2 separate regions of the Mus musculus genome follow, and region 2 is linked to region 1. A link is a contact called in public Hi-C data. All regions are on one chromosome and are shown on one strand. The core of a region is the stretch at or near the end of the contact, and the rest is flanking DNA. Distances in the headings are between cores, read along the strand shown.

What was found. Hi-C and Micro-C count contacts between places; a contact is called where the count stands out from the background.
Region 2: a contact with region 1 is called in a Hi-C map of cerebral cortex, with 2.6 times the contacts expected there. The contact joins two enhancer-like sites. A contact is called at or near these places in 1 of 15 datasets of contacts at CTCF or cohesin (the NIH/3T3 cell line), 2 of 484 Hi-C or Micro-C datasets (cerebellar granule neurons and cerebral cortex) and 1 of 115 datasets of contacts at active chromatin or transcription factors (bone marrow-derived macrophages).

What each region holds. Positions count from the first base shown.
Region 1 is chr8:34,370,395-34,373,819 of GRCm38.p6, reverse strand. No RefSeq gene overlaps it. Among named protein-coding and RNA genes, the nearest start is that of Gm33831, 15 kb to the left of the region's middle. Within about 2 kb of position 1,624, at least 25 of the 459 cell types and tissues checked have an H3K27ac peak or open chromatin away from gene starts, as enhancers often do. A contact at or near this core is called in cerebral cortex, where this site is marked.
Region 2 is chr8:34,678,445-34,681,869 of GRCm38.p6, reverse strand. No RefSeq gene overlaps it. Among named protein-coding and RNA genes, the nearest start is that of Gm46069, 9.8 kb to the left of the region's middle. Within about 2 kb of position 1,804, at least 110 of the 459 cell types and tissues checked have an H3K27ac peak or open chromatin away from gene starts, as enhancers often do. A contact at or near this core is called in cerebral cortex, where this site is marked.

The DNA.
Region 1 (3,425 bases), core at 375-2,874:
TGGGGAACTGATAGGAAGAGGAGGGGAGGGGAGGGGAGGGGAGGGGGAGGAGAGTCTGGAGCTCAGAGATGTTAGGTGAATGGACTACAAGTACATTCCGTGAGAGGGCAGGGTCGCTTGGCCTGGTGGCATACAGTTCTGATCTCGCCTACTCAAGAAGCTGAGACTGAAGTATTAAAAATTCAAGGTCAGCCTAGGCTACAGAGTAAATACTAGACCATCCTAGGCAATTTAGAAAAAAATTCTATCAACTATAAAGTAAAGAGAGGGTGTGGGGGCCATGATTCGGCGCCAGTGTGAACAAAAACCCTAACGCTTTGAAAATATAAGGGCTCCATCTCAGGGTCCTGTCCACGGAGTCCACTGCTCCTCACAACAGGCCGCACTGTCTTGAAAATGGGATGATCATTATCTGAGCAGAAGAGGACTCATACTAACCCCCAGGAGATGGAGAACAGGTGTCAAAAGGGAAATTTGGGGAGAGGGCCATTCAGTGTTGTGACCTGCTTCAAAGGGCTAAGCTGCTAGGCCAGGGATGTATCCCCCACCTGAAGCGGGGTCCCCAGTACACCTAAGAGGGGAAGCTTTCGGAGCTTAGAGTAGGGCCAACCACAGGAAACCTGCACAAGAAATCCTAACCTCAATGGTCACATAGTCCCGGGGAACGATTTCTATCGAGGCTGGGTTCCACAAGGAACTTCCCGTTCTGGAGGACCCAGAAGTCGGCTCAGCAGGAGGTGGGACGGGATGCTCTTTTATGTATCCTCTGCTCTATTACAAAGCAAGGCCCCCTTCCCTCCCACTCCCACCCCACCCCAGCCATGCTGCTGCTCCAAAGGCTGCCCCAACCCATTGTCTCCTGGGCCACAGAATAGCACTTTCTGCCCACAAAGAAATGTAATTTACAGGCCACTTTCTCTTTAATCCACCAGAAAAAGGCAGGATGATGAGTCTGTGGGCAGAAATCCAATGTTACAAGGATTTCAACGGATGCAAATTGTTTCCTGGATAAGGGCTAATGACAGCTAATAGGCCGGTGCCGGGGGCTAGGCGGATGACCTAGCACCAGCTTCCTATTTCTGTCGGCCAAAATCGCAACTTCCATCTGCTATTTTCATCCTCCTCCCATGTTATTGTCACTGTGGCCACAGTTTCACACTCCTACTCCTCCCAAAGGACGTGAGCATGCTATTTTACATAGGAATACAAAAGCCTGAGCCTTCCCTCCAAGCTACTGGGAAATGAATCAGCACATGCCTCAGCTTCCTAGCCCACCTGAGTGGTCACGTGCGTGCGTGCGTGCGTGCGTGCGTCCATGCGTGCGTGCCTGCCTGCCTGCACTGCCCAATTTGGTTTGTTCAAAATGGAGTTGCTTGGAATGTATGAACTAGCAAGCCACTGAGTAATGGTGAATCACCCCTGGATGTTTTACCCAGGCCTCAGACAAGGAGCTGGCTCCCGTTGTAGCTTTTTGGGGGTCACTTAAATCCATCAGAGAGGAACGCACAGCCCCAAGCCTTGTGCTGAAGATGAAGCGCTGATCAAGAGCAAGATCAGCCGGGCACATAAAGACTACCAAGCATCCAAAAAGTGTTTCTGAGAGCTGACATCAGCCCACATGTTGGCAAAGCAGTAGAAAGTGTGGGAGTCAGGTGGCGAGGGAGGGGGTGCTCCAAGGATGTAGAAAAGACGCTAAAAATCCTTGTTTGACAAAGCAGGCTTGGGATGTGGTGGCAGAACACCACAGCCACACTGTCTTGGGCTAACTTAAGTTTTCTGTTTCTCCCATTATCCCGTTGCTGGTCTCCCCAGATGCTCTCCCACCCCCAGCCCTGCCTATCTCCAGCCCGGCTCTCATTAAGCTGCACAGCATACCTTTCTCGGGCTTCCTGACTCAATTTCCCCAGCATCATTCAGTCTGAGTCACAGGTTTTAATCACAAAGGCATTATGAAGTGTGCTTCTATTTCTATTCCCTCCGCTACGCTGTGACCATCTCAGGAGTAATGGGTTCTCGCCCATCTTTCTACCTGCTGTTATCCACGCAGAGCTTTAATGAATACCTCCTGGATAAATAAGGAGCGGCGAGGGACCAAGGAGAGGAGGAAAAATGGAAACTGGGGAAGGGAGGGAGAAAGCAAAGAAACAAGGAGGGCTGAGCTTATAGCTCAGCGAGATAATTGCGGAAACCATGTGATACAGGCTGGCTTGTACCAGGGAGAGCAAAGAGCAATTAAAATGTTTAATCTTCCTTGAATACTATTGATAAGGCTCTACATATGTGATTGACAAGGAAAACACAAAGACTTGCTAAGAGACTAAAAAAATGGGTTTTGAATGGGGTGATCTTGTTGCAGATAATAAGCTGCTTGCTGGCCCAGCTGCCTGCCTGCTCTGAGGTGTTGATGGCTTCTCCCTGCTGGTTAGAGAATCTAGGTAGAGAGAAAAACGGCCCTGCTGCTCACCGATCTGATCCCCTCCCCCAGGGAAGCAGGAAGACTTCCTCAGCCAAAGCTTCTGAAGGAGCTGACAGGCTTTCAAGAGCCCACCTCACCACTGGCCCCGAGACCTGCTCAGACCCTTTTAGGGAGATGCCAGAAGGAAAGGGGCAGACAGGAGGAGGCAGAGGAGGCCTACATGGGGGGGGTGGTGGTGTATCATTCCCTAACTTGTCAAATTTGCCTTTCCTCCCAACATCTATGAATCCATGCAGATGCTCTGACTAACCTGCTGAAGTGTCTGAGGAGAAGAAAGATTCCCTACCTCCTTGTTGATAACCAGGAAGCAAGAGTGTGGCTGAAGAGGAGGGGTAAGCCCCTAGAGCAGACTCACCACTCAACTTCCAACTCACACATGTCTATGGGAATTGGGGGACATGGTGAGTCACTTTATTTGTCAGCTTGGCCTGGGCCACAGGGTGTCCAGATAGTTGCTCAAACATTATTCTGGAAGCTGTTGTGAGAATTCATTAATTAAATTAGGTGGATGAGATTAACAGCTAACTCACTGTATTTGTTTTATGTGAGGGAATGGTCTATATGTTGTCTTAGTCAGGGTTTCTATTCCTGAACAAAACATCATGACCAAGAAGCAAGTCAGGGAGGAAAGGGTTTATTCAGCTTATGCTTAAACATTGCTGTTCATCACCAAAGGAAGTCAGGACAGGAACTCAAGCAGGTCAGGAACTTGGAGGCAGGAGCAGGTGCAGAGGCCATAGAATAATCTTCTTGTTTGCTTCCCCTGGCTTGCTCAACCTGCTTTCTTATAGAACCGAAGACTCCCAGCCTAGGGATGGCACCACCCACAATGGGCCTTCCCACTCTTGATCACTAATTGAGAAAATGTCCCACAGCTGGCTCTCATGGAGGCATTTCCTCAAGGGAGGCTCCTTTCTCTGTGATAACTACGCTTGTGTCAAGTTGACAC
Region 2 (3,425 bases), core at 555-3,054, 310 kb before region 1:
GTTCAGAAAACTGTGTGCCAAAATTTCATTCTGAAAGTCTTAATTTGAGAATTGAGGTTGATAAAAATCCAGACCGCCTCCCCTCAACCACCCACCCCCATCCCCACCCCACCCAGTTCATTTTGGTGGGACAAGTAATACAAGTGGCTTTCAGAAAACAGCATTTAAAATTTCTTTTCTACCATTTACTTTGATATCTGGGCAAGGCATCCTTATCGCCGTCCTGGGACATGCTTTTTAAGAGCTGTCCTTCTTCAGCATCTTGTATTGAAGCTATCAGAGGGTTGTTAAAGTGATGGACCTTGGTCTGGGGTGATGGATGTGTAATCTATTGCTTGTTTCCATTGTCTCTGGTTAGTTACCACGTGGTTAAAGGCAATTGTGGGATTATAGGTTCATGTCCCAAGTGGGGCTGTCTTGTTCTGTGACTTGGCCGGTGCTGACTTATATATGGATATTGCTCAGAGAAGTGACGTAGATGCTCTTCTAGGTTACCCTTTTAAAATAAAATTAAAACAATTTATTTTATTTTTAATTATTTGAATGTATGTGGGTATGGACAGGAGAGTGCTAGTGCCTAGAGGCCAGAGGTCCATCTTTCTGGAACTGGAATTACAAGAGGTTGGGGGTCACCTGATACAGGAGTTGGATGAAGGTTCTCTGCCAGAGCATGTGAACCACTGAGCCGTCTCTCGTCCTGGAGAGTACAGTAAGAGGCACACACGCAATTGCATTAGTGAGTGTGAGCCTCTCTCTCCATACCTCTCCTGCTTTTCCCATCATGTCTCTCCTTCTTCCCTTTGCCTCTCTCTTGAGGTATGAAGTTGTCTGTGTGATTTACTTTTGATTTTTCTCCCCGAGCCTCAACCACTCGGGAGATAGAGGCAGGGGAATCTCTCTGAGGCCAGCCCTGTCTGCAATTCCAGTACAGCCAGAGCTACCCAGAGAAACAGAAACCCCATGTTCAGAAACCAAAAACCAAAGCCAATCAAACAACCCAAAGACTCAGAGCATCTTTATTTTTCGTTCTGCTCTGTTGTTTTGGAAAGGCACACTTTTAATTCTGGCAGAGGCAGGCAGATCTGTGTGAGTTTGAGGACAGCCTGGGCTACACAGTGTGTTCTGGAACAGACAGGGATTTGTAGCGAGATCTTATCTCAAAACAAACAAACAAACAGACAGACAGAGAGACAAAAAGGGGTTTTGTTTAGGGTTGCTATTGTTGTTTTCTGCTGAGGTTAAAGGCAGGGTGGTTAGTTTGTATTATCGAATACTCTGTTACACAGGCAGTACACCCGCCCGCAGAGTACTCTAGAATGGGAAAGTTTGAGGGTCGAGTCTCCACACTCTCCTAGGATTATAAGGCCCAAAGTCCATGTGCAAACCCGCGGGAGGCAGGAAGAAGACACTAAGACCAGTGAGAAAGCTCTCTTCTGCTGTGTAGTCACAACCAAAAAGAAAGCAGTGGCGTTTCAGACAAATATCATTCCAGAGTGGAATTCGAGAGTGATTTTTATGTTACTGTTGGTGCAGTGGCAAGCGTCACTCGGCCAGCAGCAAACATCCGGGAGCCCTGTACTAGGCAGGATGTTAGGATGTCAGCTTCATGGAGGAAAGGAACAATGGCTGTTTAATTTGCTTTTTATAGCCAAGCCCATTTGGGAAGAATGAAGACAGGAGACTCTCAGAAGAGCTTCCTTTCCCTGAGGGCTGGCCCATCTGCTCTGTGGAGAGGAGACTGCTGACTCAGGAAGCCCTGCCAGGGAGCCTGCCGCGGCTGCACTGGGCTTCGGCGCCCGGCCAGGATGCTGGCCCACATGGCCGCCGAACAAATGGTGTGCCCCGGGTGCAGGGAGGTTGTCAGGGCTCCTTTCTAAGACAGGACAACTGACTTCTGTCCTTGGATTACTGAGACATATGTTCCATGACCACCACAAGCACCCTTTTTTTTTCCGACAAAGCCTCTTTCATGGGCTATTGTGAGGGGGGATAAAAGATAAATGAAGCTCGCTCCCAAGAGATTAAGCGTTTAAGAAAAATTAGTCAGTTTCTCTAAGTATCACATAGATCTACGGCTTTTTCAGGAGAAAACAGAAAATGCAATCTCTCATAAACACCCCTGCATGCTTATGAATATTCATCTTTAAACATAATGAGCTGTCATAACTTCTATTTTAGTTTTGTAAACACTACGCTGAAACTTCCAGAGGTCCAACGACAGCTAAAAGCTGCTGTGGTTTTATTTATTTATTCTTTATTTTATTTTATTATTATTTTTTTGAGTTCAGGAATCTATTTTTTATTATCTTTTGCCATCTGCCCCCTCCTCTCCTCTCCTCTCCTCTCCTCCCCTCCCCTCCCCTCCCGTCCCCTCCGCTCCCGTCCCCTCCGCTCCCGTCCCCTCCGCTCCCGTCCCCTCCCCCTCCCCCCTCCCCCCTCCCCTTTCTTTCTTTCTTTCTTTCTTTCTTTCTTTCTTTCTTTCTTTCTTTCTTTCTTTCTTTCTTTCTTTCTTTCTTTCTTTCTTTCTTTCTTTCTTTCGCTATTTCAACATCTTGGAATGAGTCTAGAAGCATTCTCCACTCCCGATCGTCTATCGAAACTAATCAATTACTTCGTCATAGCCTCATGCCAGAGTGAACAAACTCCAGAAAGAACCTGAGTTTCCCCTTGACCGTGATGCTTGCATAGCTAGTTTTATTTTCCAACCATGCTGAAGACGCCGTGTTGGTGGCTTCCAGTGGAGAACATCTGAGACTTGAGTGAGGAATGGGCTTTCCTGCATAGCGCATGCTCAGTGGAGAGCTGGAGGGTGCCAACAAGATCGCTGTGAGAACAGGTCTCTCTGTAGGAAGCATGGTACCAGTGCTCACTGGCATTTGCCATACTGGGTGCTGGTGGCACATTACCACATGGGCTTTTCCTCCTCAAACTTGATATGGACCCAGCTGAACTGCGCTATCTTTCTCTCTTCTAGTCACATACTTGCATATACACATCCCCTTGTGGGTCCTGGTGAAAGACATGGGTTCTCTTAGACACTAGACGATGTCATCTCGGGATTTCTTTCATAAATTGCAATCACTCCAACTGTTGTTGATAAAGACATACGAGTGAAGACGCCTGCCACGTGCATTTTACTCTTTGTTTGTATTATGAATTTCTCTAGATACCTATGTTTCTGCTCGAGAGTGGGAGTGAAGACTATCCTCTTGACTGTTCAGGTCTTCAGGGGGATGGTAAATTCTCAGGCTGTGGGTACACCTCAGGACTCGTATAAGATGTGGCTTTCTGTTTTCCATCCTTCCTGACCGCTCTTCTGCACAGTTCCTTCTCGGGTACAAACAGATAAATGAAAATCTAAGCTGGGGTCAGACAGACCTCTTCAGAGTCCTACCCAACAGGACCGTTTCGATTTTTAGCCACAC